2 separate regions of the Delphinus delphis genome follow, and region 1 is linked to region 2. A link is a contact called in public Hi-C data. All regions are on one chromosome and are shown on one strand. The core of a region is the stretch at or near the end of the contact, and the rest is flanking DNA. Distances in the headings are between cores, read along the strand shown.

Region 1 (6,868 bases), core at 26-2,525, 150 kb before region 2:
CGATTATGTGCCCAACTGTTTGAACAACGATTCTAAATCGGTTATCAAAAACCCGGTTCTAAATCAAATCAATTAGGTATGGGGGCGCGGGGGGGAGAGGCAGACGATTTCTACTTCCAGATACCCCCAATGATCGGATGAGCACGAGTTTTTCGTTATTAACAATCCTATTTATTTTAGTCCTATTTATCTTCGAAAACGAGAAAACACAACTTTTTAGTCAATGGAAAAGAATGCAAAATGTTTGCATTTTTCTTGTAACCGGATAAGTAAAATGAAGTAATCACACAATAATGCGATCCATCAGGATTGGGCATCTTATAACCAAAGCAGGGTTAATTTCTCAGAAAACGTAATTTAAGAACTGTAGCTTTCACTTAAAATTAAACGGGCCTATGAAGGACTCTTAAATTTAAAGTAATAATGCCAATGTTAGGGCTTTGATTATGTTTCTCGAAACCTTCAAAATGATTACATCAGGAGGCACTTCGGAAACGGAGCATCAGTCAGAATTCGTAGCTCCAAAGACTTCTCTTCATTAAGTCGAATTTTTACTCCCTTCGAGAAACACGTTCCCTAGATGCTTACTAAGGAATAAACTAAGGTTTACACGGACGTTCACCCTAACCGAAATTATGCAGCTAGAATCATCTCACTGAACGTAGGCAAAATAGTCGCTACAAGACCGCTTGCTCTCTTCTCACGTTCTACCTCTTACAGGCACCTCCTTTTTGACCCCATACTTTTCAGAGACGACCCCTGATCCCTTTTCTCTCTTCCCCAGCCCTTTCCCATCGCGAACATAAATGCCCAAGCCCTAACGAAACTCAATATTAATCACCAACCAGAGTGAGTAAGCAAAACTGGAGTCAGTTCTGTGGGACAAAAGGAACATAAAACTGGGAAAGACACGAGGAAAGTTCTGGAAAAAAGACACTCCCTGCGGCTCCCCACCCCCATCGACACCGCCTTCTTTCCCCCTCCCTACGGCAGCCAGCCATGATGGCGGGCGCAGAAGAAGGCCGCGGCGCCATCTTGTCCACACACTAGCCCCGACAACAGCTCTGGGAGCCGTTCATCCCTTCTTTGCAGAGCAGCAAAAAAATATGCCTGACTTTAAACTCAGATTCGGCACCTACCGCCATAGTCCAGAGTCCTGGCCGCTACGGCGGCACCTCCACTTGCCGCTCTCCACAGTACCGGCCGCCTAAACGCTTCGCAACAGACTGAAATCGCTCCCGCGAGAGACCCGGATGGCACAAAAGGGCTAAGACCCGGCGCGTCGCACAGCTTGCTGGGAGGAAAAGGGGTGGTGATAAGAGTTTCTGTAGCAACGCGGTTCGACGGTGATTGGTTGTTCTTTGGAAGGGGGGTTGTGAGGTCGCGGAGGGGGGCGGGGCCTAGAACACACCCTAGAATGCGCCTGGATATCGGAATGGGTGGAATTTAGGGTGGGGCGACTTCCTATTTCGATTCTAAAGCAAACTTGGCCTCCGCTGGCCGCCGTAAAAGGGGTTGGGCTTGGTGTTCTCCCGCCAATTTAAATTTGTGGCGTAGACCCTAAAGAGACTGGGAACGTCTGTTGGAGCTCGGAAGGTGGGGGGGGACGATACACTTGAGTGCTCCTCTTTAGTTTCTTCAATTACAGGTGAGGAGGGTGAGCCGCGCTGCTGTAGGGAGCTGGGGGTGGATTCAGGTCGAAGGAGCAGAGGCCTCAGCTCAGTTCGATGTGTTTTCCCCTCAAGACGCTGGCGGGAGAGAGGTTGGAGTCGGTTCTTGCTGGCCCCGGTGTCCAGCTGAGAGCATTTACGCGTGGAGGCCTAACTGAAACTGTTTCATTTCGTTTAATTCGTTAATCTGTTCACCCGGCACCCAGAGGAATCTCAAATCGTTAATCACATCATGTCACTGGTCTGCTTAGTATCTTTCCCTCCCTAGCACTGCGGATGAAACTCAGTCTTGTAATCAAGGATTCATTGGCTCCACCTGTTCGTTTAACGCCTGCACTTTTCCATTCTTGCTGTGTCCGGGCAGCAGCCCTAAACTCATTCTACCCTCTGAGCCTTTGGTACTCGGCCTGCATCTTTGTCCCCACGAGCTTTACATAGTCGGCTTCTTGATATTCGGGTCTCAGCTCAGATGTCATCTCTTTCACTTACCAAACAGGTCTTTCTTATGCGCCCCTCCCCCTCATTCATTTGAGCACTATTTGTAATTCTGCGTTTACTTAGTTTTTCGTAGGGAGGCAGTATAACAGTTAATAACTGACCTGAATTTGAGTCTTGTCTAGCTACATCATTAACTCGCTTGAGGTGACCTTGGCCGTTTACTTAGTCCCTGACTCATGTTTCTCAGCTGTAAAATGGGTTGTTGTGCAGATTAAATGAGTGATGCATTCAAACTATCTTGCCTACTCAATACCGTCTTTATTTTATTTTTCTCTATCCTTCGTACGAGAATATAAATTTCATAATGACAAAGACCTTTTCTGTCTTCTTCACAGCTGTATTCCCAGCTCCTAGAACAGTGCCTGACACGTAGTAGGCATTCAATAAACGTTTGTCAAATGAGTGAGTGTGACAGACCTGGGAGGCTGATGATATTTCTCTATTTTTACAGATATGGGACTCTGAGCCCCATAAAAGTATTCACTCCAACCTGTCTTAATCTTCTCCCAACTCCCACCCAAACACAGCCACTAAAATCGTGTATTCTAACATACTTTGTTTTTGTGCCCTTGCTTACACTCCTAGTAAGAACTCTTTTCCTATATTTAAAAAGCTCCTGTGGGGGGAAAAAAAAAGTTAAAAAAAAAAGCTCCTGTGACCTTAAGTTTCTAACCAAAATGTTACCTGCTTCCACGAATAACAGTAGTGAATTAGATAACACTTAAATTGAGTGCTTGCCATGAATGAAGCATTGTTTTGTGAATGTTTGAAACTCATAGTGACCTTTCCAGCTACGTACAAGCAGCTTAGTAAATGTGAAAGAACACCAAGTCAAAAATCATTTCTTCCCTGTAGTGTACCTTCCAAAGATTTAAAAACATATTTCTGCGAGCACTTACCAAAGCAACTGTAATTATTTGGTTATTGTTCCCCACTAGTCTTGATCCAAGGATTATTTTTCATTTTCGTATTCTATGCCTACCCATATCCAATGAAATGAGTTATATAAGTCCTTGCTGATGAGATAGTTAAGTGACTCGAAAGGTTACAAATATACTCTTTGGTCCAGTCAGAAGCCTAGTGCAATTTTTTCTTCCTCTCCTTAACATTTTCATTTATTGAATAACAATACTGGAAACATGAATGGTCATTTTTTTTTTTAAGTTCATCTGGAACCTTACCATTCTAAGATATCCCAGACAGTCTGACTTCAGAGCCTTCACTATTTATTGCTATATTGGTTAAAGGTTTTTTCCAAATGAAAACTTGTTATAATTTCAGCTAGGCACACAAAACACTAGAAGCTCTAGGACAGATTGGTAAGATTGGAATTGTTTCCTTGTGTCCCTAAACAAATATGTTCTTCTCTAGAGATAACCATAGCACTAGTTCCATGTATCTTATTGATCCAAAGTGTCTAGTGACCACAGAAATAACACAAAGACAGAGAAGTCTTTACTTATTGATGTGTGTGTGCATATGTATATTTGAGGGGGGGATAAAGCATTTTCATTTCCCAAGGAACTGGAGTCTATGCAACAATAAAATTTGGCCTAATTTTACATGTTGTCACAGGGAAGGCAGTGGTTCCTGTCTCAGGAAAACAATTTCAGAAATATGTGGAATGATATTGAGCTGCTAACAAATGATGATACAGGAAGTGGGTACCTAAGTGTTGGTTCAAGAAAAGAACATGGAAGTGCTTTATATCAAGTAGATTTACTAGCGAAGATCTCCTCCGAAAAGGTAATGGTTATGACGCGGACTGTTTTCATTCACAAAATTTTTACTGAGTGTTTAGTAAGACTAGTAGCCACGTGGTAAATGTTTTATAAATGAGTATAGTCCTTTCTCAGGGAATCAAAGTTCAGTATCAGATCACTGGAAATTTCCATCTGAATTCCCCCTGCATCACCTTATGGTCAGTATTCCAAACCTGAATTTTTCATAGCTCCTCTTGACATTTTAGACATACAGATGTATATAAAATGATACAAAGAATATCCACCACCAGCTTAGGAAGTAAAACATTACCAATAGAATCGAAGCAAGCCCTGGAGGCCGTTCCTGATCCCGGGCTCTTCTCATACTCCACCCCTGAGTTAAGCACTCTACTGAGGTTGAGATTATCCTTTCCATGAATTTCTTTCTATATTTTAACTTTCTTCTTTTAATAACTATTCCACCATTCTCACACCAGGCTTGAAACCGTATTCTCTGCCTTTTACAGAAAATATTGCTCTTAGTTTTTGTTTTTTTGCTGGTACGCGGGCCTCTCACTGTTGTGGCCTCTCCCGTCGCGGAGCACAGGCTCCGGACGTGCAGGCTCAGCAGCCTTGGCTCACGCGCCCAGCCACTCTGCGGCTTGTGGGATCTTCCCGGACCGGGGCACGAACCTGTGTCCCCTGCATCGGAAGGCAGACTCTCAACCACTGCGCCACCAGGGAAGCCCTGCTCTTAGTTTTTTATCTTTGATTTGCTTTCTTAGTAATTTGCTTTTGTTAAAATTTTGATGGTCGTGATAAACAAAAGTTTCTTTTAGAGAAAGTGCAAATGATCTTCTGTCACAGTATTATAGCCCAGGATTCCTCTACTTCCCATAGTAAGTTAACGTAATGTTTAGTTCTCTAATTAAGAAAAAAAAGTGTAAAAGAAAGGAGAAGAGACCAGACAAGATTTGTATTTTCTAGGGCTAGAAAGGCAGGGCCTCCTCTGGGGAACCTTATTCACAAATGGCCTCAAGTGTAGGCTTTTGACTTTTCTTCAAATGAGCATTCAGAGACACTGGCCAATAGGGATTTTTAAAATAATCATTCTTTATTCAGCTTGTATCCTGTTGTCAGCCTTTACTGCTTTGTGGCATTTAAAAGTCACAGGATTTATAATTTTTATGAGTAATACAGATAAATTATGTTCTTTGGCATTAAATTGTTTATTTGTTAAGGCAAAAGGGTAAAGAATACCATAAGTTCTGTAATGAGAAAGTGGTATTTCTTTATTTTTTTAATATTACCAGCAGCCTTAAAAGATGGAAGTGGCCCAGGCCACTTGATCTCTGAGGGCTACTGTTGAAAAGTAATAGTGTGTATTGAGCTTTGAATTCAGTTAACAACTAAAATTCCATTTGTTATTAGCTTGGGGCATTACTTGTAGCAAATGCTATGTTCACAACCCATGCTAGGCCCTTGGTAAGGTAACATTATCTCTTCTCTTTAGGATCTTTCCTTAAAGTTAGGCAGACAGGACACAAGCAATAAAAGATATCTATCTAGATGTGCAAGTCAGTATATGAGAACTACCAAATGAATGGTACAGACAGTAAATGCAGTAGGAATTCAGAGGATGGAGAGCTCACTGTGGGTTGGGACAATTTAAGGAGCATTTCATAAACTAGCACCTGACTTGGGCCTTAAGAAAAAACAGGGAAAATGAAAGCACAGCTTACCAAAATATGTGGAATGCAGCAAAAGTGCTTAGAGGGAAATTGAATGCATATATTAGAAAAATCTAAAATCAATAATCTAAGTTTCAAGTTAGGAAACCTGAAAAAGAAGATGGACTTTCCCTGGTGGTCCAGTGGTTAAGACTCCATGCTTCCAATTCAGGGGGCACGGGTTCGATCCCTGGTCAGGGAACTAGATCCAACATGCCGCAACTAAGACCCACTGCAGCCAAATAAATAAATAAATAAAATCTTTTTTAAAAGAAAGAAAGAAATAACAAGAGAGCAAAAATTAATGAAATTGAAAATAAGAAATCAATGGAGAAAATCAATGAAACCAAAAGCTGGTTCTTTGAAAACATGAATAAAATCTATAAGCCACCAGCCAGGATAACTAAGAAAAAAGAGGGAAGACATAAATTACTAATATCAGGAATAAAAGAGGGGGCATCACCACAGATTCTGTGGACATTAAAAGGATAATCAAGGAATATTATGAACATCTCTATGCCCACAAATTTGATAGCCTAATGAACTGGACCAAGTCCTTGAAAAACACAATCTAAAACTCACACAAGGAGTAAACAACCTGTTTGATCAAACAATACTGTTTGATTCCAACTCTATAACATTCTGGAAAATGAAAAGACAGTGAAAAAAAGATCAGCGGTTGCCAGGGTTTGGGGGTTGGAGGGAAGGTTGACTAGGCAGAGCCCAGAGGATTTTCGGGTAGGGAAAATATTCTGTATGAGACCATAATGCTAGATGTGTGTACCACAGAATGTACAACACCAAGAGTGAACTGTAATGTAAACCGTGGACTTTGGGTGATTATAATGTGTCAATGTAGGTTCATCAGTTGCGAGGAACATTGACAATGTGGGAGGCTATGCATGTGTGGAACACAGGGCTATGTGGGACATCTCTATAGTTCCCCTTCAATTTTGCTATGAACTGTAAAACTGCTCTTAAAAATTAAAGTCTTGGGAATTGCCTGGTGGTCCAGTGGTGAGGACTCTGCACTCTCACTGCCAAGGGCCCGGGTTCAATCCTCGGTTGGGAAATTAAAATCCCACAAGCCTCCCGGCATGGCCAAAAAAAGTCTTACAAAGAAGAGGGGGAAGAGCAGTCCAGGCAAAGAATACAGCCTGGATAGACCCCTAGGACGTGTAGCACAGTTTCTTCTTTGCGACACTTTGGTGTAACTTTTCACTAGTTGAAGAAGCAAGTTAAGAGTATAAGTGGGATCAGGGGCTTC
Region 2 (6,644 bases), core at 2,224-4,723:
CAGGCAGAATCCACCGAGAAAACAGAACCCCATCTAAGTATTTAAAGCAGAGGAGAATTTCATTCGGGGGATTGGTAACACAGGGAATGGAACTGTTGAAAAGCTAAACAGAGGTGGTGAGGCAACTCGGAGATTAGCAGTAGCAAGAAGCCATCAGTCACCACTGGTAGGCTAGAGACTAGATCCAGGGAGGGCACTATGTTACAGGAGCCCAGGGGCTGGGATCCCTAAACAATGCAGGGGGACAACCCGCTAGCTACTGCTAGAGAGGCTGCTCAAAGGGGTGGGGGTGGTCTCACTGCTGTTTCCCATTGGCTTAACCTAGATGGAAGCTCAGGAACAGGAAAGCCTGGGCATTCACTCATAGGGATCACCACCCGCTTCCGTACAAAGCAGGGCAGGAGAAGGGTGAGGAAAAGAGCTGAGGACACTGGGTCTACTCCACAGGACTGGCCACTCATCCATATTTCATCACATCTAAGATGCCGTTGGTTGTAAGATGCAGCATTATTTTATGCATCACTGAGAGAGAAGAATGCTGCCAAATTAAACTGTGCCCGATGCTAAGACTCCATCCATTGCAAAGCATCTTGATATTGTAACAGGGAAGAGCCAAATCTGACTACGTGTTGGAACTGTTTCTTTTACTTTAACCTTTGCTTTCCGCTGCTTTTGTTCACTAAAAGGATACTGTCTATACACAATGGGCTGCCTCAGGAAACCCTGCCCCTTTGCATGAATGTTAAACCAAAGAGCCTTTGTTCAGGGAAATATCCGGCCCCGGTCCACCTGTGGATGGCTGCAAAGAAAGAAGAAATGAACACATTCCCTCCTCAGGCTGGCCATTCCGGGGGACATTTGCAAATCTTATGTCCTTTTCATTTTACTTCCTCATCTCCTCCCCCCTCTCTGTTCTATAAAATAAACTGGCATCCAAACCCCAATAAGACAGTTATTTTGAGACAGTAGTCTGCTGTCTTCTCGGTCTGCCAAAGTCGTATTCCCTGCCTCAACACCTCCGATTTATTGGCCTGTCGTGTGGCGAGCGGAGCGAGCTTGGACTCAGTGACAGTATGAGAGATGTGAAAATGTGAAAAATGTGTGTCTTAAGATCAGTAACATGCTATTAGCTGTGTGATCTTACGAACAGGTGAACTTAATTCATCCCACCTTTGAGCTTCCATTTTACCATCCCCCTGGGAATTACAGACAATCCTTACTTTGTAGGGATTTTGTAACTAAGACCGGTAAGTTCAGTGAGATTGGGGGTTTTGTCTCTTGTTCACTGTATTCCCCAGTGCCTAGCACAGTGCGTGGCACATAGTAAGAACCCAGGAAAGTTTTGTGAAATGAATCCACCTGGACTCTATCCCCAAATGAGCAGGTTCTTGACACATAGTGGGAGGTGAGTATCCATAAATGGAAGATATTATTACTGGAATCAGATAGGCTCTGGAAGACCTTCTTTCACGAATGTCATTTAGAATTGACTCTCTTTTGTGAGAGGGGGGAAACCCCCTCTTTTACTTAAGAAAGATGTTGACTTAAAAAAATGCACGACGTGAGAGTTGTGAGTTAAGTTTTATTTGGGGCAAAATGAGGACTTTAGCCCGGGAGACAGCGTTTCAGATAGCTCTGAGAAACTGCTCGAGAAGGTAAGGGGGGGAGCCAGGTTATACAGAAGTTTTGTAACAAAGGGCAGGTAGTCTGAACATCAAAAGATTATTGTTAATTAAAGAAAACCAGATATGTCAAGTTTAGGAATTTAGCGCTTTTCTCTGTATGGGAAGATGCAAGAGTCTGGGCTCACTGAAATCACTCCTTTGATATGCACCTCAGCTATCTGGGGCCAGTATCCTGTGTTTTCACATCCTGAGTTTCCTCAGCGCTCACCTAGGGAGTGGCTGCAGACTGATGGCCGCTAGACAGCAGGTAGGCAGGTGTTCTTTTGCTTCCTGAGTTCCCTCAGGGTTCACCAGCTCACCGTCTGGTGGTGGCTGCAATCGCTGATGACTGTGACAGCCTTTCTTTGCTGATGTGACAGGCAATATTCCATTTATCATCAGGTTTTCACACATGGTGTGTCTTAGTTTTGCTTCCATTTAGTTGTTTCATTTTGGGAAAAACCCTTCATATCCATCCTCAGCCTGAGTCCCATTTGTGAAATGGGAATAACACTACAACACTTGTAGAGCTATGAGAGTTAGGGAAACGGTGACCAAAAAGAGCTTTGTAGATGGTGGAGGTTGTTCTTTTCTATTTTGCTTTATCCTCCACTCATATCTGCCTCATTCCCCTCCTTCCTTTGCAAACTTCTCTGCCACCACCACTACCACCCTTAAATTTTCTGCTCAAAACTGCACACGAAGACATCCGGCATAATCTGCACCGGAGACTGTGGCCTCTTCTCTTTAGTCTTTGATAAATGGAATATTTAAACAAAGGCTGTCACAGTCATCAGCGATTGCAGCCACCACCAGATGGTGAGCTGGTGAACCCTGAGGGAACTCAGGAAGCAAAAGAACACCTGCCTACCTGCTGTCTAGGGGCCATCAGACTGCAGCCACTCCCTAGGTGAGCCCTGAGGAAACTCAGGATGTGAAAACACAGGATACTGGCCCCAGATAGCTGAGGTGCATATCAAAGGAATGATTTCAGTGAGCCCAGACTCTTGCATCTTCCCATACAGAGAAAAGCGCTAAATTCCTAAACTTGACATATCTGGTTTTCTTTAATTAACAATAATCTTTTGATGTTCAGACTACCTGCCCTTGGTTGTAAAACTCCTATATATGCTGGCTTGCCCCCTTTCCTCCTTGCAGTAGTTCTCTCAGGGTTACTTGAGATGATGCCTCCCGGGCTTGAAGTCCTAAAAATTCCTGCCGAATAAAACATAAATCTCAACTTTTAGGTTGTGCATAGTTTTTTAGTCAACACTCACATGGGAGAGATTAATTCCAATTTACAACACATGTAAAGATCGATAAACACTAGGAAGCTGTGAAAACAGTTGTTAGGGTGGTGAGACTGTGGGGCGATGAGAAAAATGAAAATTGCGTTGATATTGTCTTTTTAAAAAGAATTCCGCCAATGTAGGGTACTGTGTTGAAATGAAACCAAACGCCTTTTCCAGCTGCAATCTCCCCGTGAAGGAAAGACTTATCCAACAAGCTGGAGGTTAGACAAGTCTCCAGGATGCACCCCAGACCCCGGGGGCCACGTTCTCCGAGTCAAAATAATGAGTCACCGCTGATTTACATGCATGTCTCCGCTCTCTAAACAGCGTCCCCTTCCGTGCGCCGACCACGGACCACCCGTTCTCTCCCATAAGTAACTAGCACCGCCTACTGGCTGTCAGCCTCTAGGCTGCTTGGCTCCGCCCCTGAGCGGAACGCGCATGCTCCCCAATTCTTCTCCGCCCCCGCCTTCGAGCTTCTCGCGACAGCCGCTCCGCGGAGACTGAATCTCGCGATAAAGGTTTATTATCTCGCGGGACCGCGGCTGGCAGACGGGCTCTTGGGCGGCTCTGGCCGGAAAGAGGAGTCGCATGTGTCGTTTCAGCTGGCGGTAGTGGCGGGCGCGGAGGCGGCGGAGGCTGTGCGACCGCCTGGGTAATGACCCCTCGTGCCTCTCACGCTTCCAGGAAGCTCGTATAGAGCGTGGGGGAAGCTGAGGTGCTCCCCGGCGGAAGGGGGCCGGGCCGGGCGTCTCCACACCCCCGCCCACATGGGCCGCTCTGGTGTCCCCGGGGTTGCCCCTTCGCCTCAGGTCGCGCCTTCACACCTGGTCGCCCTAGTCGTCGCCTCAGTGCTCTTACATTCTGCCCCTTCCTGGTTCTTTTGCCCGCATTTTCTCTCCTCAGACTCTGGTCTCCCCGCCCCCTCCCACTCCCTTTCCCTTCCGTGACTCTAACGCGTCCCTCCCTTGGCCTCTAGCCCACCCCACACCCTGCCCTCCGGGCACCTCCGGCGACCCACCCCTTCTTCGTAGGCGTTTCCAGCCTCTTCAGCTGCTTTGTGGCCTTTCCCTGTTGCTGCAGTTTGTTGCATCCTTTACAGATCATCCCCCAGACCTTTTGCCCTGTCCTCTACCGAGATCACCCTCCCCATCTTTTTCCCCATGGCTTCCTCTTCCACTAGTGCCCTCCTCTCCCTAGTTGTCGTGGCCCATTTGCTGTGAGTCTCACTGTTGTCACTTGCTTCCCTGTAGGCCTGGAAAATGGTGTGCCCAGAATTACTCATATTTTATGAATCCTAATGCAGCTTGTATCTCTCATTCAGCAAAGAATTGAAACCGATTCGGGGTGGCGGGATTTCTAGTAGGAGGAGGCCGGACTACACCTGAACACTGCTTCTCTGGGCGTCTTGGTCCAAAATAGTGAAGATGTGTTATTTTCCTTGCTTACAGGTTTTGAGATGGCTGCTGACATTTCTGAATCCGGTGGACATGATTGCAGAGGAGACCCGAGGAGCAATACCAAGTTAGATGCAGATTACCCACTTCGAGTCCTTTACTGCGGAGGCAAGTGTTGGAAGGCAGAAAATGGCTTTTACTCACTGTATTTTTATGCATTGTGATAAATGGTTTCACATTTGGTCCGAGTAGATTTTTCATCTTTGTCATTTGGTGAATCTTTAATTGGGAGCTGGGGAAGAGGAGGCATGGATTAACAGACCTTTCCCAACCTGTGTGACTTGCGTCTTGTTACTTGGCCTGGAGAAGTTTACAGTCCAGTTGGAATAGAGATGTGTAAATAGATTATTCCGGCCTAATGTTACTTGCTAGTCTGGCTATTAAAGGTGGGCTTCTTGGAAGATATTGAATCTTAAGGGATGAGAAGGATTGGTTGAGGGAGTGGGGAAAGGCATCCCGGATGAAGTGAACAGCTGTGCAAGGAAAAGCTTTGTGGAGAAATTAACACCTTTTTATTAGTATAGTGTGTAGTATAGGAATGGTGTCAATAACGAGTGGAAGATTATGAGGTTGGAGTGATGGGTAGTAGGACAGTCTTGGGAAAGTGTTCTTGGTTTGATTAATAAAATATGAATCAAGATTTTTTTCCCTTTGAGTGTTTTTCCTCATTTTCAATCCAGAAATATTTGTGAACTGGAAATATTCTAATTTTACTAGCATCTTGGAAAGGTTTAGAAAAATCTGAAGACATAAGACAGTAAAGTAAAAGGGCAAGTAAATATTATTTTTTTTAGTAAATATTTTTGGCCACTTACTATGTGCCTAGCAGAGTTTTAGATGCTGGGGACTGAATAATGAATAAGTCAGGAAAGGTCTTTGTGCTCAGGGACCTTACATTCTGTGAGTGTGATAGGGATTTCTTCTGGAATTTAAGTACTTACAGTACTTACAGGAGAGGTGACGTCACTGAGTTAAAAAATTGTATCAACTCATCATTTATTGACTACCTTTGATGATAAAATAAAATGAGTGTAAAATATCCCAGAGAGTAGGCAGGGGAGCTTTCTGTAGGGTTGATTGAGATGTGTTATGATTATTCGTCTTATTTGGTTATATTGTTTGCCTTTGGAGTCATGGGCCAGGGTTTGCATCCTTACCTTGGGCATTACCAGCTGCTCCTGCTTAATTTTAGCTGTGTGACCGTGGGCAAGTTAACCTGATTTCACTAAGGGTTAGAGGTCTGTTTCTTAAGGTCTGAAAGAAAATGATGATTACATCTGAAGTCAGATGATTCCTATAAAGCTGGTTCAGCAACTAACATAAGAACATAATACAATAAGTGCTATTATTACTATTATTAGGGAAGTATACTAGTTTAGTTTATTCCTCCTTGTTTGTCAGATACAGTTAGGAGCTATTGTTCTTTGTACCCTAATTCACCGAATCTAAGACTCTGTATGTTATAAGATGCACCATTATTTTAGGTTCCACTAAGAAAGAAAAAATTGTTAGGTTGACATGCCATAATTATGGAATGCATCCCTATAAAAATGAAAAAAAATTAATGAAATACAGTATATGAAAGCCATCCTGTTCAAGTGCTTATGTCGCTCCTAAGATGGCTTTGAACAACTGCACTAAGTATGCAGTCCACCCCAGTGATACTTTGTGTTGATCAGAGGTACCAGAGGTACCTAACCTTTTCGAGAAAACTTTATTTTTATTTCCCTCCCTAGTTTGTATTGATATTCCAGGCACTAGGTTGGAGACAGGATTACCTTTTCCTCAAAGAGTTTAAGGTCTAGTTGTAGAAGCACTTAGGGAATATTAAATGCTAAATTCAGTGGTACTGACCATAGCTATGAACTAGGGTTTCAGGAAAGGGAGGGATCTTTGTTCAGAGGGAAGCTGGGAAAGCAAAGTGAGGAAGTGAGAAGCCTTAGGTAATGGGCAGAATTTGCAAGGAAAGGTGGATGAATTTATAAGAAAAATATGGGGGCATGGTTTAATATGGTATCTTCATATTAAAGATCGAGGAAAAAGTTAGGGGGTAGAGGGAAAAGAAGGGGCTGATTGGAGCAGAATGCTGGTTGAAGTATAGTGAGAAACAAGGGTAGGTAGGATGGGGTCATTTCCGGGGAGATATATGTCTGCAGGATTGAGACTTCAGAATATGAATTCAGTCAGAGTTTGAATCCTGGTTTAGCCATTTACTCACTGGTGACCTTGGT

The links. A called contact is a pair of places that touch in the nucleus more often than the background predicts.
Region 1: a contact with region 2 is called in a Hi-C map of lung, with 5 times the contacts expected there. The contact joins the promoter of RSRC2 here to the promoter of DENR in region 2. A contact is called at or near these places in 2 of 3 Hi-C or Micro-C datasets (lung and muscle).

The regions. Positions count from the first base shown.
Region 1 is chr13:7,188,693-7,195,560 of mDelDel1.2, reverse strand. It overlaps RSRC2 (arginine and serine rich coiled-coil 2), which reads right to left and starts at 1,275. Exons shown (of 10, transcript XM_060027961.1): 1 at 1,140-1,275. The coding sequence starts at 1,145. It overlaps KNTC1 (kinetochore associated 1), which reads left to right and starts at 1,489. Exons shown (of 64, transcript XM_060029349.1): 1 at 1,489-1,648; 2 at 3,744-3,914. The coding sequence starts at 3,786.
Region 2 is chr13:7,045,498-7,052,141 of mDelDel1.2, reverse strand. It overlaps DENR (density regulated re-initiation and release factor), which reads left to right and starts at 3,473. Exons shown (of 8, transcript XM_060027958.2): 1 at 3,473-3,611; 2 at 4,408-4,521. The coding sequence starts at 4,416.